2 separate regions of the Mus musculus genome follow, and region 1 is linked to region 2. Evidence: chromatin contacts called from public HiChIP or PLAC-seq data. All regions are on one chromosome and are shown on one strand. Each heading gives the region's core, a stretch centred on a gene start, on an enhancer-like site or on the middle of the called end of the contact. The rest is flanking DNA. Distances are from core to core; before and after follow the strand shown.

Evidence for each region. HiChIP or PLAC-seq counts read pairs in DNA pulled down with a chosen protein or histone mark.
Region 1: an H3K27ac HiChIP or PLAC-seq map of embryonic stem cells shows a contact between it and region 2, with 12 read pairs. The contact joins the promoter of Fgd4 here to the enhancer-like site in region 2. A contact is called at or near these places in 1 of 15 datasets of contacts at CTCF or cohesin (CD8 T cells), 12 of 484 Hi-C or Micro-C datasets (the HPC-5 cell line, Sertoli cells, bone marrow-derived macrophages and 6 more), 5 of 115 datasets of contacts at active chromatin or transcription factors (bone marrow-derived macrophages, embryonic stem cells and microglia) and 4 of 9 other capture datasets (adipose tissue, embryonic stem cells, liver and 1 more).

Annotation. Positions count from the first base shown.
Region 1 is chr16:16,598,410-16,605,740 of GRCm38.p6, forward strand. It overlaps Fgd4 (FYVE, RhoGEF and PH domain containing 4), which reads right to left and starts at 1,569. Exons shown (of 17, transcript NM_001301817.1): 1 at 1,369-1,569. The coding sequence starts at 1,519.
Region 2 is chr16:16,518,604-16,525,958 of GRCm38.p6, forward strand. The region is part of intron 1 of Fgd4 (FYVE, RhoGEF and PH domain containing 4); the gene reads right to left. Among named protein-coding and RNA genes, the nearest start is that of Fgd4, 78 kb to the right of the region's middle. Within about 2 kb of position 4,773, at least 16 of the 459 cell types and tissues checked have an H3K27ac peak or open chromatin away from gene starts, as enhancers often do. A contact at or near this core is called in embryonic stem cells and microglia, where this site is marked.

The DNA.
Region 1 (7,331 bases), core at 319-2,818, 77 kb after region 2:
ATTCCCTGCAACCACATGGTGGCTGGCTCACAGCCATCTGTAATAGGATCTGATGCCCTCTTTTGGTATGTCTGAAGACAGCTATAGTATACTCAAATAAATATATATTTAAAAAAATAAAAATAAAAATTAGGAGGAGAAGACCAAATTTAAAAATTAGGAGGAGAAGACTTCAGCAATGGATGGAAAAAAAACCAAAAAACAAACAAACAAACAAACAAAAAACCAGGATAGCTGGGCATAGTGAGTAGTAGCCTGCTTACCCAAGTGCCCTGAATTCTACTCCCAGTATGGGGGTGGGGGAATGGGGAGGGCACAAATAAATAAAAGAGCAAACAGAACCCTTTCTCCTACAAGCATAGCTGCTTTGCAGAAATAATTTATAGACTATACTGTGACTCTTGAAAGAGGATGTTTCATATTTTGATCGTCTCTTCAAAGCATTTGAAAATAAATCTAGTAACATAACAGAGGCATCAGACCAGTGTCTGTGCTGAAAACAACGGGTGACAAAATGCGATGACAAAGCAAACCATTTTCACTTAATAACATTTTCATTCAGTTTGGTGAATCACAGCTAGAACTGGAAGAGATCTCCAGAATACTTTATCAGTTTCTTACTTCTACAGGAAATGATTACAGAGGACTCTCCGTGATCCAGTTCATGCATCATCTCACATCCTGACTTATCTAACGTGAACACACACTTAACACACCATCCATCACGATTTTCTGTCATGTGCCTTCTATAGCTTCGGGACAAGGAATAGACAGCATATTTACCAGTCTCGACATTGATCATATTGATAAAAACACAAAGCTGCTTGCTCAATCATTACAAAATGAAAGTAAAGAAGGGTGAGATTTCTTTTTAAGATTCAAAATATTCAAAAACATAAACATTATCTGAGTGTTTGACTTTTGCCCTCGGGAAGGGAGCGCCAGGGAACTAAGGTCAACTGAGCAGAGGAATTTGGTGAATCTTAAACAGCAGTATATTGAAAAATAGGTTGTACAATTCCTAATAAAGCTTTTTCTAAGGGCACACCTTTAGTTTTTTAAGAACAAGCTGGCCATATTCTTGAAGCTTTGGGAGAAAGAACAAACTAACTAGGAATAGTGTCCTGCGGGGTAACTAACCTGTGAGGATCCCTTTCACAACAGAAGGCAGCCCTTTCCCCCAGGTCCTCAACAGCCAAAGGCACACACCCACACCCACTCCACTCCTAACACCCCGTCAAGCCCCCAACACGCGGCACGCCCTCCGCCAGTCCCCAACACAGGCGTCACGCCCCCAACACGCGCGGCACGCCCCCCGCCGGCCCCCCAACACGCGGCACGCCCTCGCTCCGCTCACCCACGCATTACCTGCGGCCTGGCTGGGTTGCGCGACACGGTCAAGGCGCCGCAATTGCGGCGAAGGCCTGCTCCAGGGCCGGGGGATCCCGGGCGGCAGGTAGGAGCCTGACTTCCGCCGGATGGCCACCCGCCTGAAGTTATGGTCGCTCTCGCTGTTCATGGTGGCCTGCGGTCACTCCCGCAAGCCTTGCCCCGCGCGCGTCCAGGTTGCGCGACTCCCTGCGCTCCCTCCCCGCGCAGGCCTCGCTTCCCGGGCCTGCGCTCCGACTCCGTCGTCGGACTCTCCGGCAGCGGCCGGCCCAGGCCGCCCCCGCTGCACAGCCAATCGCCAGAGTGCAGCGCGGTCCCGCCCGAGCGCCGAAGAGGCTTGGGGGGGACCGGCGTCGCCCATTGGCCCAGGGGAAGGCAGAGTGCACCTGCCTGGCTCACCTGAACCTCAGAAACGCCTCATCAGCTTACTTACCGACCACGCCCTGGGATGCTGGAAGAACAGTCTGGCTGTTACTCACCACACTTTCAAGAGCCAAAGTCTCCCAGGCTACCGCGCTGCAAACTTTAGGTAAGGAAACCCAGCTTTGAAAATGACTGAGAAGCCGGAATTCCAGATGCACCGCCGGCTCTTGGAAGAAGCGAATCAGCTTGCCGGGAGCGCTGTTCAAGCAATAAGGAAGCGCAGCTCTCACCTTAAAGGGAATAAAAGTTTCTTCTGCAGCCCTTTTGAGTAACCATGGCCCAGGAACACAGATTTAGACAACCTCAAATTCCATGTTCCAATGCGGAAGCAGTCTTAGAGTTTCACAGAACAAAGAAAGTCGTAAATCAAGGCAAGTTTAAAGTCCATTGGTAGGTATATCAGAGAGGCGGTTACCAGCAAGATGGAGGTTTTTGAATAGGCTTGAGATACTATCTCGTGACATTCTTAGCTTTGTGGTTGCTAGAAGTCATCTAAGTCAGTCAATAGATTCCAAAGGTTAGTTTAATCTGTTAGTCATGGGATGTTAGTTTTAAAGTAGAGGTGGACAAGAAATGACTGTTCCCCTGGGCTAAAGCTAGGCCAAGGTAAGTTAATTAGCCTCTGGGCTTGCAGCGTTCTAACCTCTCTACAGTACTGAAGTTCTAACCAGCCAGTCAGTCGGTGCAGACAGATTCCCTTCAGATTTCATCCACAGAATAACACTGGTTTCCAGAACAGCACAAGACCCAGTTTATCATGACCACTGTTAAAGATAATGTAGTAATAAAGTCAACAGATTTATGAATATGAAGCAGTTTCCAATGTACATTTCCACGGCAGAAAAAGGACATGACCACAGAGAAAAGACAAAAGTAGCTAACATGGTTACCTGGCTCAAGACAATAGCTTTTTTTTTTTTTAAAGATTTATTTATTTATTATATCTAAGTACACTGCAGCTGTCTTCAGACACTTCAGAAGACACTTCACACACTTCAGAAGAGGGAGTCAGATCTCCTTACGGATGGTTGTGAGCTACCATATGGTTGCTGGGACTTGAACTCAGGACCTTCAGAAGAGCAGTCGGGTGCTCTTAACCGCTGAGCCATCTCACCAGCCCGACAATAGCTTTTAAAGTCCCCTAAATACAAGAAAAGTTTGTCCTCTCTCTCTCATGAACAGACTTGCTCTCAAATCCCCATCTTATTGATTTAGGATATAGTACCTTACTTAAAAAATAATTTAGGACTTCACATTGCCCTCCTTCTTTCATCTAGACTTAGTTGCATAACAGACTACATGTAATTTTCCAACTCTACAGAGTTGTGAGATAAGTTGACTCCAGCCTTTAGAGAGGAGAGAGATGAGCCTGGGGATGCCTGCTTATCTGCAGCTCAGGAACATTTTAGCACACTTCATACTGAAAATGGACCATAGCAACTCATTCCTAACACTGCCTTCAGGAATTTAGTGATAATGCACTAATGTGCTTTAGAGTTCTTTTTTTCTTCTTTTTTTATTGGATATTTTCTTTATTTACATTTCAGTGTTATCCCCTTTCCTGGTTTCCGCCCCTCCCAGAAAGGAAACCCCCCTATTCCATCCTCTATCCCCCTGCCTCTGAAAGATGAAATTTCAAGACCTGTAAGTCATATAAAGTACTCAGAAATTGCTGGTTGTTTGTGAGCCTAGAGGCTGCCTGGGGCTGAGAAAAAAGAAAAACAAACCCGGGTATGCCCCGTAGCTAAAACATTCCTGAGAACAGCTTAACCTTAAAGATAAAGAGGAATGTGAGGACATAACAGGCTATCTGAACTGAGTCAACAACTCACAGAACTCTGACACCCTGCACGTACATGTAATTCTTCTGTTAATGTTTAAATAAGCCAATAGTGTGTCACTATGCTGAATTCCACACCCCTAAGCCCCTTACCCCATTAAGACCCCCTAGTTTTCGAGCCTTGGGGTCGAATCCACTGTCTCCTGTGTTAGATACGTTTTGACCCAGAGCTCTGTCATTAAACTGCCTCATGTGTTTACAACAAGAAAGGATTCTCATGTTTCTTTGGGTTCTCTCTCTCTCCCGAGGCTAGAGTGGGGGTCCCCGAAAGGGGGTCTTACACCTCTATGTGAGTGTTCCTCTACCCACCCACCCACCCACTTGCAACTCCCCACCCTTGATTCCCCTACACTGGGGTATTTACTGAGCCCTCATAGGAACAAGGACCTCTCCCACTGATGCATGACAAGGCCATCGTCTGCTACATATGCAGCTGGAGCCATGTGTACCCTTTTGTTGATGGCTTAGTCCCTGGGAGTTCTGGGGGGGGGGCTGGTTGGTTGATATTGTTGTTCTTCCTATGGGGTTGCAAACCCCTTCAACTCCTTCAATCCCTTCTCTAACTCTTCTACTAGGGACCCTACGTTCAGTCCAATGGTTGACTGCCAGCAGCATCTACCTCTGTATTTGTAAGGCTCTGGCAGGGTCTCTCAGGAGATGGACACCTCAGGCTCTGATCAGCAAGCACTTCTTGGCATCCACAATAGTGTCTGAATTTGGTAACTGTATATGGGATGAATCCCCAGGTCAGACAGTCTCTGAATGGCCTTTCCTTCAGTCTCTGCTCTATACTTTATCTCCATATTTGCTCCTGTGAGTATTTTGTACTCCTTCTAAAGGAGACAGAAGCACCCACACTTTGGTCTTCCTTCTTCTTGAGCTTCATGTGGTCTGTGAATTGAAACTTGGTTATTTGGATCTTTGGGGCTAATACCCACTTATCAGTGAGTGCATATCATGTGTGTTCTTTTGTGATTGGGTTACCTCACTCAGGATGATATTTTCTAGTTCCATCCATTTGCCTAAGAATTTCATGAATTCATTTTTTTTAATTGCTGAGTAGTACTCCATTGTGTAAATGTACCACATTTTTTGTATCCATTTCTCTGTTGAGGGACATCTGGGTTCTTTCCAGTTCCTATTATAATTAAGGCTGCTATGAACATAGTGGAGCATGTATCCTTACTGCATGTTGGAGCATCTTCTGATTATATGCCCAGGTGTAGTATTGCTGAGTCCTCAGGTAGTTCTATGTCCAATTTTCTGAGGAACCACCAGACTGATTTCCAGAGGGGTTGTACCAGCTTGCAATCCCACCAACAATGGAGGAGTGTTCCTCTTTCTCTGCATTCTCCCCAGCATCTGCTGTCACCTGAGTTTTTATTTTAGCCATTGTGACTGGAGTGAGGTAGAATATCAGGGTTGTTTTGATTTGCCTTTCCCTGATGACTAAGGATGTTGAACATTTCTTTAGGTGCTTCTCAGCCATTCCATATTCCTCAGTTGAAAATTATTTGTTTAGCTCTGTACCCCATTTTTAATGGGGTTATTTGATTCTCTGGAGGCTAACTTCTTAAGTTCTTTTTATATATTGTATATTAGCTCTCTTTTGGATGTAGGATTTGTAAAGATCTTTTCCCAATCTGTTGGTGGCCTCTTTGTCCTATTGACAGTGTCCTTTGCCTTACAGAAGCTTTGCAATTTTATAAGGTTCAATTTGTTTATTCTTGATCTTAGAGCATAAGCAATTGGTGTTCTGTTCAGGAATTTTCCCCCTATGCCCATGTGTTTGAGGCTCTTCTCTGTAAGTTTCTCCCACTTTCTCCTCTGTAAGTTTCAGTGTACCTGGTTTTATGTGGAGGTCCTTGATCCACTTGGACTTGAGCTTTGTACAAGGAGATAAGAATGAATCGATTTGCATTTTTCTACATGCTGACCACCAGTTGAACCAGCACCATTTGTTTAAAATGCTGTCTTTTTTCCACTGAATGATTTTAGCTCCTTTGTCAAATATCAAGTGACCATATGTGTATGGGTTTATTTCTGGGTCTTCAATTCTATTCCATTGATCTTCCTGCCTGTCTCTGTACCAATAACATGCAGTTTTTATCACAATTGTTCTGTAATACAGCTTAAGGTTGGGGATGGTGATTCCCCAAGAAGTTCTTTTATTACTGAGAATAGTTTTCGCTACCCTGGGTTTTTTGTTATTCCAAATAAATTTGCAAATTGCTGTTTCTAACTATGAAAATTTGGAATTTTGATGAGGATTGCATTGAATCTGTAGATTTCTTTTGACAACTTGGCCATTTGTACTATATTAATTCTGCCAATCCATGAGCATGGGAGATCTTGAAGTTCTTGTCATACAGATTTTTTACTTGCTTGGTTAGAGTCACACTGAGGTATTTTCTGTTATTTGTGATGATTGTGAAGGGTGTCATTTCCCTAATTTCTTTCTCAGTATCTTTTGAGTAGAGGAAGGCTACTGATTTGTTTGAGTTAATTTTATATCCAGCCACTTTGCTGAAGTTGTTTATCAGCTTTAAGAGTTCTCTGATGGAATTTTTGGAGTCGCTTAAGTATACTATCATATCATTTGCAAATAGTGATAGATTGACTTCTTTTCCAATTTTTATCCCTTTGACCTCCTTTTGTTGTCTAATAGCTGTAGCTAGGACTTTGAGTACTATATTGAATAGGTAGGAAGAGAGTGGGTAGCCTTGTCTAGTCCCTGATTTTAGTGGGATTGCTTCAAGTTTATCTCCATTTATCTTGATGTTGGCTACTGGTTTGCTGTATATTGCTTTTACTATGTTTGGGTATGGGCCTTGAATTCCTGATCTTTCCAAGACTTTTAACATAAAGAGATGCTGAATTTTGTCAAATGCTTTTTCAGCATCTAATCATGTGGTTTTTTTTTTTCTTTGAGTTTGTTTATGTATTGGATTATATTGATCAATTTCCATATATTGAACCATGCCTGCATCCCTGGGATGAAGACTACTTGACCATGGTGAATGATCATTTTAATGTGTTCTTGGTCGGGCGGGGTTCCTACTTCCCTGGGTCCTGCTGGTTCTAGTTACTCCCAGTGGTGTTGCAACAGATGCTGTGTCCTACTCACTCCTCATCCTATGATCCTTGGTGTGCTAGAGCACCTGTGGAGGAGTCTCCTCTGGGTGCTGTGGGACTGGCTGCAGAGTTAACACCCAAGGTAAACTGGCACGGACCAGAAGGAGCCTGACTAAAGTTCTTTTAAATTTCACACACACACACACACACACACACACACACACACACACACACACACACAAAAGAATGTATATCTGGTAGTTTGCAATGGTAAGAACCTATAGTCCTTGCTGTTGGGAAAGCTGGAATCGGAGATTACTTGGAGTCAACCTGGGCAGCATAGGAATACCTTGATCATCACCCTATCTAATATTTAAGATTCTGTCTCCAGAAAAGGATTTTTTTTTGATGGCTAGAAATATTGTTCAGTGGAAGGATTCTTGCCTACTATATTCAGACCCTAGGTACTATCTCTAGTGCAACAGAATAAAATAATATAGAAAGATCTTTTGCTGCCATATGTATAAATTACATGTAATTCAAATGCAAATTTCTGTTAAATATCACTATGTTTAATAAAAAGTCCTGGTTGTATTTTATGGTA
Region 2 (7,355 bases), core at 3,523-6,022:
AATGAAAAGTGTGTGTGTGTGTATTAGTTACTTTTCTACTGCTGTGGTAAAACTTCATGACCAAGCTAATCGCAGAAAGACAGTTTATTTGGGATTTATAGTTCCAGAACCTAGTATTTTATCCCTCTCATGGGAGGCAGGGTGGCAGCAGCACCAGACATGGCTACAGACAGCTGAGAGCTCAATTTCAAGACACAAGCAGTAGTACAATGGCATAGCAAATGAGTTTTGGAACCTCAAAGTCTGCCCCTAGTGACACAGTTCCTCCAATAAGGCTACATCTCCTAATCTTTTCAAACAGTTCTACCAACTAGGGACTAAGTATTCAAATATATGAAATCTATGAGGGCCATTCTCATTCAAACCATGATAACTGGTATATATGTACATGTATGTATGTATGTAATATATGTATATATGTATGTGTGTATATGGTGTGTATATGCATACATATATGTGTGTATAAATATGTATCATATATGTATATGTATGGGTACACATAGATATACTATGTTAGATGACAGGGTTCACTGTGTAGTCTAGGCTGGCCTGAAACTCACCATGTGATCAAGAATTGCCTCAAACATACTGCAATTCTCCTGCCTGTCTCCTAATGGCTGGGATAATGGCTATGCACCACCATATCCATATATACATACACAAATTTTAAAATGTGAAATGTACCTTCCAGAGCAAGAGGAGATGGAAATAGAAATTATAGTTAGAAGGGAAAAAGCAGGGGCAGTTTATTGGTGCAATTTACAACCATGTACTCAGTGACTGATATTCTAGATCACTGAGCCTTTCATTATCTATTTTGTTTTCTATTTTGTTCTCAGCAAATATGGGTTAAATCATTTGTCCATCTTCTAAGGGCTGATGTCCTTAAGTTTGCTGAAAGCAACCACAAACACCAGCCATGTAGGAAGAAACGGCATGGGATGAAAGCTCCAGAACTTCTTGGGTGTTTCCCAATTTCCTAAAGGAACTTTTGGTTCCTTAGTTGTGTGCATTTGAAAATATGCCAAATATCACAAAACTTATGACAATTAGAATTTAGAGCTGTGGTTCTCAATTTTCCTAATGCTGACACATTTTAATACAATTCTTCATGTTATAGTGATCTCCAAAAAATTATTTTGTTGCTATTTCATAACTAATTTTGCTAATGTTATGAATCATAATGGAAATATTCTTAGAGATACAAGTTTGACAAAGGGGTCATGACCCACAGGTTGAGAAACACTGACTTAGACCTTCATACTGCTTTAATACTTATATAGTCTGCTGCAAAGATTCTTGCTTTCAATACCACTAAAGTTCTTACCAAAATTAAATTATAAGAACAATGGTATCTAACTAAACTGAATGTTCATTTCTGAATCAAGCATGAAGTTTGCAAGGCACATTTTATGCCTTCTTTTATTCTCTCCCCTCTAGAATCCTACGGAATGATATAATCAGGACATTATAAAGTCCATTATAAAAATTCAACAGAGGATTAAGTGGACAGGTTGATATCAAATTTTACGTCCATGTTTGGTTTGCGGGCACTCCTGCATTTCATCTTATAAATCCTTCGGTTTTACTATGATACTCAGGTGATTACATTGATTATATTTCTGCTTACTATGATCTCAGTTTCTGCCCAGATGATATAGACAGGAGCTTCAAAGACCCAGTATCCCAGACAATGCCATTTAATAATTTAATAACAATGCATAGTAAAAAGCGTGTATTTATTTATTTATTAATAATGATTTATTAACTATTCAAGAGCAATGTATGCTGAGAACAGTCCAGTCTTGATTTGAGATAACTCAACAGATGGAAGAACAATGCAGGTCACTTCCTCTGTTGCCAGCTTTGAGCCCCTGGCTCACCTACTTTCCAGGTCCTTGGACCTTTAGCAAACTTCCTGATCCTCCTAATTCTGACCTATACTTGATTCTCAATTCTGAAGCTTACAAAATGCCCCTATTAAAGAATCCTGCAAATTCTATCTAGAATCCAGGGTCATGCTATGGCAGATTCCCCATGATTGTTAGGTCTGAGCTACATGGCTGCAGTTTCTGATAAGCTGAGTGAACGTCCAGTCACACTCTTAATACATCATAAGTGTGTGTGTGTGTGTGTGTGTGTGTGTGTGTGTGTGTGTGTGTGTGTGAGAGAGAGAGAGAGAGAGAGAGAGAGAGAGAGAGACTTCCATGTTATAGTTACATACTGACAAAGATTCTACTCATCACTTTGTAAGTAGCACAGTGATTTTGTTTTTTTTCTTTTTTAATTAGATATTTTCTTCATTTACATTTCAAATGCTATCCCCAAAGCCCCCTATACCCTCCCCCCGCCCTGCCCCCCAACCCACCCACTCCCGCTTCCTGGCCCTGGTGTTCCCCTGTACTGGGGCATATTATCTTCGCAAGACCAAGGGCCTCTCCTTCCACTGATGGCCGACTAGGCCATCCTCAGCTACATATGCAACTAGAGGCAAAACTATGAGGGGTATTGGTTAGCACAGTGATTTTAAAGAGCAAATAAAAACATTGTTTTAGACTTTAGCACCAATCACAAAAATCATTATAAACACTGTACTGTAGTATAAAACCAAATTTAAAAAGTAATTTCAGATTTTTAAATGGAGTTTTACATTTTAAAACTCAAGATAATAATGAATGTCCACAGGGTGAGTTTAGATTTCAAATTCATTTTAAGAATTCTGCTCAAGATCATTTTCTTTCTAGACATGGAATATGTGCCATTTTTTTCTCCTACCAAAGGATGAGAACTATTGGAGAAAAGGTTAATACTAGAAACAGTTCAGCAAAGAGAGGTACCAAGGAGGATCTGTAAGATCATTACCCTGTCAAGGAAATAACTTTCCAATATGTAGTCATGGGTCTGCAGTGTCCAGGCCACAGACTAGTTCTCACTAGTCACCTCTTCTGTCAGTTACTGGAGGACAGTTACATTCATCTCTTCTGTCAGTTACTGGAGGACAGTTACATTCATTTATGACACATGCGCTGTTGTTCACTCTATGGACATAGTCCTCATGATCTAACCTTTTATATAAAAATTTGCATGCAGTTCCTAATAAAAGCAACAAACTAATCCTGGTTTGTAATCCTGGTTCTGTCCCTAACTAACAGTCTGATCTTGGGCAAATAAAAGTCTTGGTTATCATGAAACTCATTAATAGCACCTAACTCACTTGAGCTTACAACCAACTCCACACACACTCAGAATAGCAGTGCTATATTTATTCTCTTATTGTCCCAAACCCTACCTGCCTTGTGTAGCTCTTTTCCAAATGTCTTTAGTGAAAAGTACCTTCCTGACATATGTACTGCATGGGAAAACTACATTTTGTGGTTCTCAGCAATGACTACCATTAGAATCACTTATAGAACCTTTAAAAAGGAAATGACTACACTTTGCCTGAGCCCCAAGTTGTTTCATCAGACTCTCAGATGGGGGTGAGATGTTTTAAACTTTCTCCTAAATTTGAATATCCTCAAGCTGAGAACTATGTTCTTGGCTTAAATCAAATTAGTATTTATAATGGAAGCTATATGACATGAATCCTATGATTTTGAACAAGTAAGCTAAAATATTGCCAATATGAGAAAAGATAGGTACCACAAAGATTTGCTAACATTTTACATGAAATTATTTAGACTCATAGCACCATGTTTAAGTCACAGCCAATATTTATATGCCAAGCATGGATCCCTCTTCATGGATAGATGAGGAAAGTAAGAGTAGTTGATTTTAGAATCGATTTGTGCCACAGAAATATATAGTATTTAATCCTTGTCTCTGGATTCTGTCAAGAGCATCTCCTGAAAATTTCTTAGAAACAGTAGCATCACATACTCCTAACAGTGGGTTCCAAAAACCTTTGGAGTTTCCTGGGTGACAGGAGCCTCTTGTGTTTCCATAAAGGCAGACCCTGGATAGCTTCATGTGGGGCTCCTTGGCAGAAAGATCAATTTCAAATTTTCAAATCCCATTCCTTTATTACAATTTCTGAGAAGAAGAACTGGTATGCTACGCACAGTCCAGTGAAGTCTGCTTGGCAGGCCGAGAGGCCTGGAAGCACTCATGAGGCAAAGAGTTTCACGGAAACCCAACCTCCTGGAACCTTGGCATTCTCATAACCCTTATACTCATACCCTATCCCCGCATTAATCTGGTGTACGGATCCACGTGCTCTCTTTTAGTATTATTTTATTACAAGTGTCTTTAAAGATTGAATTCTGACATAGCTAAGCCTTCGCCAGTGTTCCATCATCCTAGAAAATCCTTGAAGTCAACAAACTTGGAATTCAGTAGGAATTCAGTGAGAAGGTTACCTATTCAGTAACATTCAAATTTACTTCTAGTAGAGACAGTGAAACTAATTAGGCATTACAAAGAACGGAGCCAGAATAGCTCAGAGCTAGACTGCAGAGTGATTACTTAGGACAGTAGCCAGTCTCATCCAAACAAGGGAATACACAATGGCCTAGCTATTAGGTGGGTTTACCATGTAAGAGTTAGGGAATCCCACTGAGACAGGGATCTTCTCTACAGCCAGGTATAGCAGGCTACATTGCACATTAGAAGCAAGTTGGTGAATTCTTCTGATAAATGATTCACCATAGATACTTAAAAGAACAGCCAAGTTACACTCATACAAGAATTTATCAAGGCCTTGGAAATAGGGGGGTTGTGGTATTGCATTATTCATGAGAAGGTCTGCTAGAGCAGAATCCCCTGGTGCTAGCTTTCACAAGGCTCAAAGGAGTAGCACAAATTATGACTAGGGTGTGAAATTCTTACCTGTCATTAGCTGACCCTAAGCAGAGCTGTTTTATCTTTACTGTAAATATTATCTGGTTCCTGTAAGTCCTTTTGAAGTCATTCCTTTGTTTTGTGTCAGGTAACTTCAATGTACTTTGCCTGCTGTGACATCCTAACCCTCTGTTTTCTGTATTATATAAGACTGGTGTACACTTTGTGAAAATACATTCAGATTCTACACAACCTCTTGTGTTGATTTTGTCTGTCATTCGCCAACTCCTTGTCCACTTGCAACTAGAGACCCATTCTATGCAGACAGGGACCAAAAGGGTCTGCAGCACTGGGAGAGGCTGAATTTATCAATTCATGTCCACATGACTGAACCTGTCAATGACAATTTCCCACAGCTTTGAGGTGACTATGCATACCCACATGTCAGGAGGTGGAGCCCGTGTCCTGACACACTTCTGTGCCTTTATTGTAACTTTGACAGTATAGAGTTTTCCTGAGTTCTGTGAGCCATTCTATCAAGTCATGGACATTAGCAAGAAACAGAACCTTCCACACAGCCAGCTGGTCAGAAGGGGAAGCAGTCTTGTGGATCTGTGTATTTAACCTCTGAGTTCTGAGGCTAACTCTAGGGGATCGTAGTATCAGAATTAAAATAGGGGACACCTGGTTAGTGTCAAAGGAAAGGCTGGAGTATTAAAGTTGGTGTTAGAGAAAGATGCTCAAGTTTGGTGTCAGAAGTGTTCTATGAATTGAAAGAGATCATAGTACTTCTGAAAAAGAAAAGCAAAACCTACGATACACCCATTTTGCAAAAAGTCATTTATTAGGAATATGTCGCTGCTTCTTTACAAAAAAAGAAAATATATATCCTTTTTTTTATGAGGAAATCTTTCCAGACTTTGTAGATTTTCATTTGTTTTATATTTAATTTTCCAGTTAGTGTTTCTGGTAAGTTTCTCCAAATTAAATTTCCAGTTGCTAAAATACTAGCCAATCAATTTCTATAAACAGGCTTCAGCTAGTCTTGTTGGCCTCCACTTCCCTGTCTTGTTTATCTGCACATTTTGTCTTTCCTTATGCACTTCTCCAAACCAAAATGAGCTGCATGGAGTAACTCACTGGTCCCATTCATGTGTGCTTGATGCATGCATGCACTTATATGTGTACACACACACAAATAAATATAATTCTTGAGATTTTGTCTTTTCCTGTCAATTGTAATGTAAAGTGCAGGCCCCCTGTGACCCTGCCTCCAAGTTCCCTTTTCCCAGGTGTGTCAAGTTAGCATCTAATCTAAGCTACAACACAGTACAAGCCTAAAGAATTGAGTTCCAGCACAGATGCCATGGTGGAAGGAGAAAACCTTCCTAAGTTGTCCACTGACACCCCTCCCCCCTTTGCATCATGGCACCTGCTGCCTGCACTCATGAACTCACATCATACTACAGGAAATAAGTGAATAAAATTAAGGTTCAAAGAAACAAGACCAGCTTACTACTACCTCTTAAGGGAACTGCACAATAGTCCTACTGCCTCACTTGCTCTCTCCTGGCCTCCTCAGGCACCAGGTATGCAAGCAAAACACCCACACACATTTAAATTATATTTTAAAAGATTAAACAAAGCCCAGAATTGCAGGTGCATTCCTATAATCTCACCAGAGGCAGGAGTATTGTGCTATAAATTTGAGGCCATCCCAGTCTCCATATCCAATTCCAAGCTAGCCAGATCTTGTCTCAAAAGTACCAAACAATGAAAACAACCCAACCAAACAAAACCAACAAGAAAGAAAGAAAGAAAGAAAGAAAGAAAGAAAGAAAGAGAGAGAGAGAGAGAGAGAGAGAGAGAGAGAGAGAAAGAAAGAAAGAAAGATAGAAAGAACTCAAACAAAATATGAGAAAAGATACACTAAATCCATATACATGTATTTACATGACTTAAAAGAAATAAAATCACCCACTGATGTATGAGGAAATGCTACTGTCTTTCGGTTAGGTTTCTTGTGAAAGGTCACCATGAAGGCCACACTGCTGCCATGCTCCTCCCCAACAGTGCTGTCAATGCTGGCATCGTTCTCAGTTCCAATACTGGTTCCCTTTGCCCCAGAACCACCTTCCAGGAGGGAACATAGATTTGTTCCAACCATAACAAACTGCTTGAAGATAGAAGTTATTTCAAGAAAAACAGAACTTAATGGATGGAATGAGAGAAGTTACTTCCCTTTTGCTGCATTTCTTCTTTTAAAATTTCACAAGTAGAGTTACTATAGCAACCAGGGAGCCCTTACAGAAGCCCTGAATGCCACACAAGAGAAGTGGAAGCAGGAGTCTGCTTTCTGCCTGGGAGGGAGAGGAGCAGGGCTTGGCATGGGGTCCTTCAGAGGTAGGGACAGCTGTGGAAGAATAGCCTCACCCGACTTCTGCAATGTGTCCTCTGACCTGGAAGGAAGGAATGAAAGTTGCCACAAGTAAGAGAATTTTGGCAACTTTGAGGACTCCCAGCTATATTTCCCATCATGTGGCATTTTTCAGGAGAATATATGGCTCTAGACACAC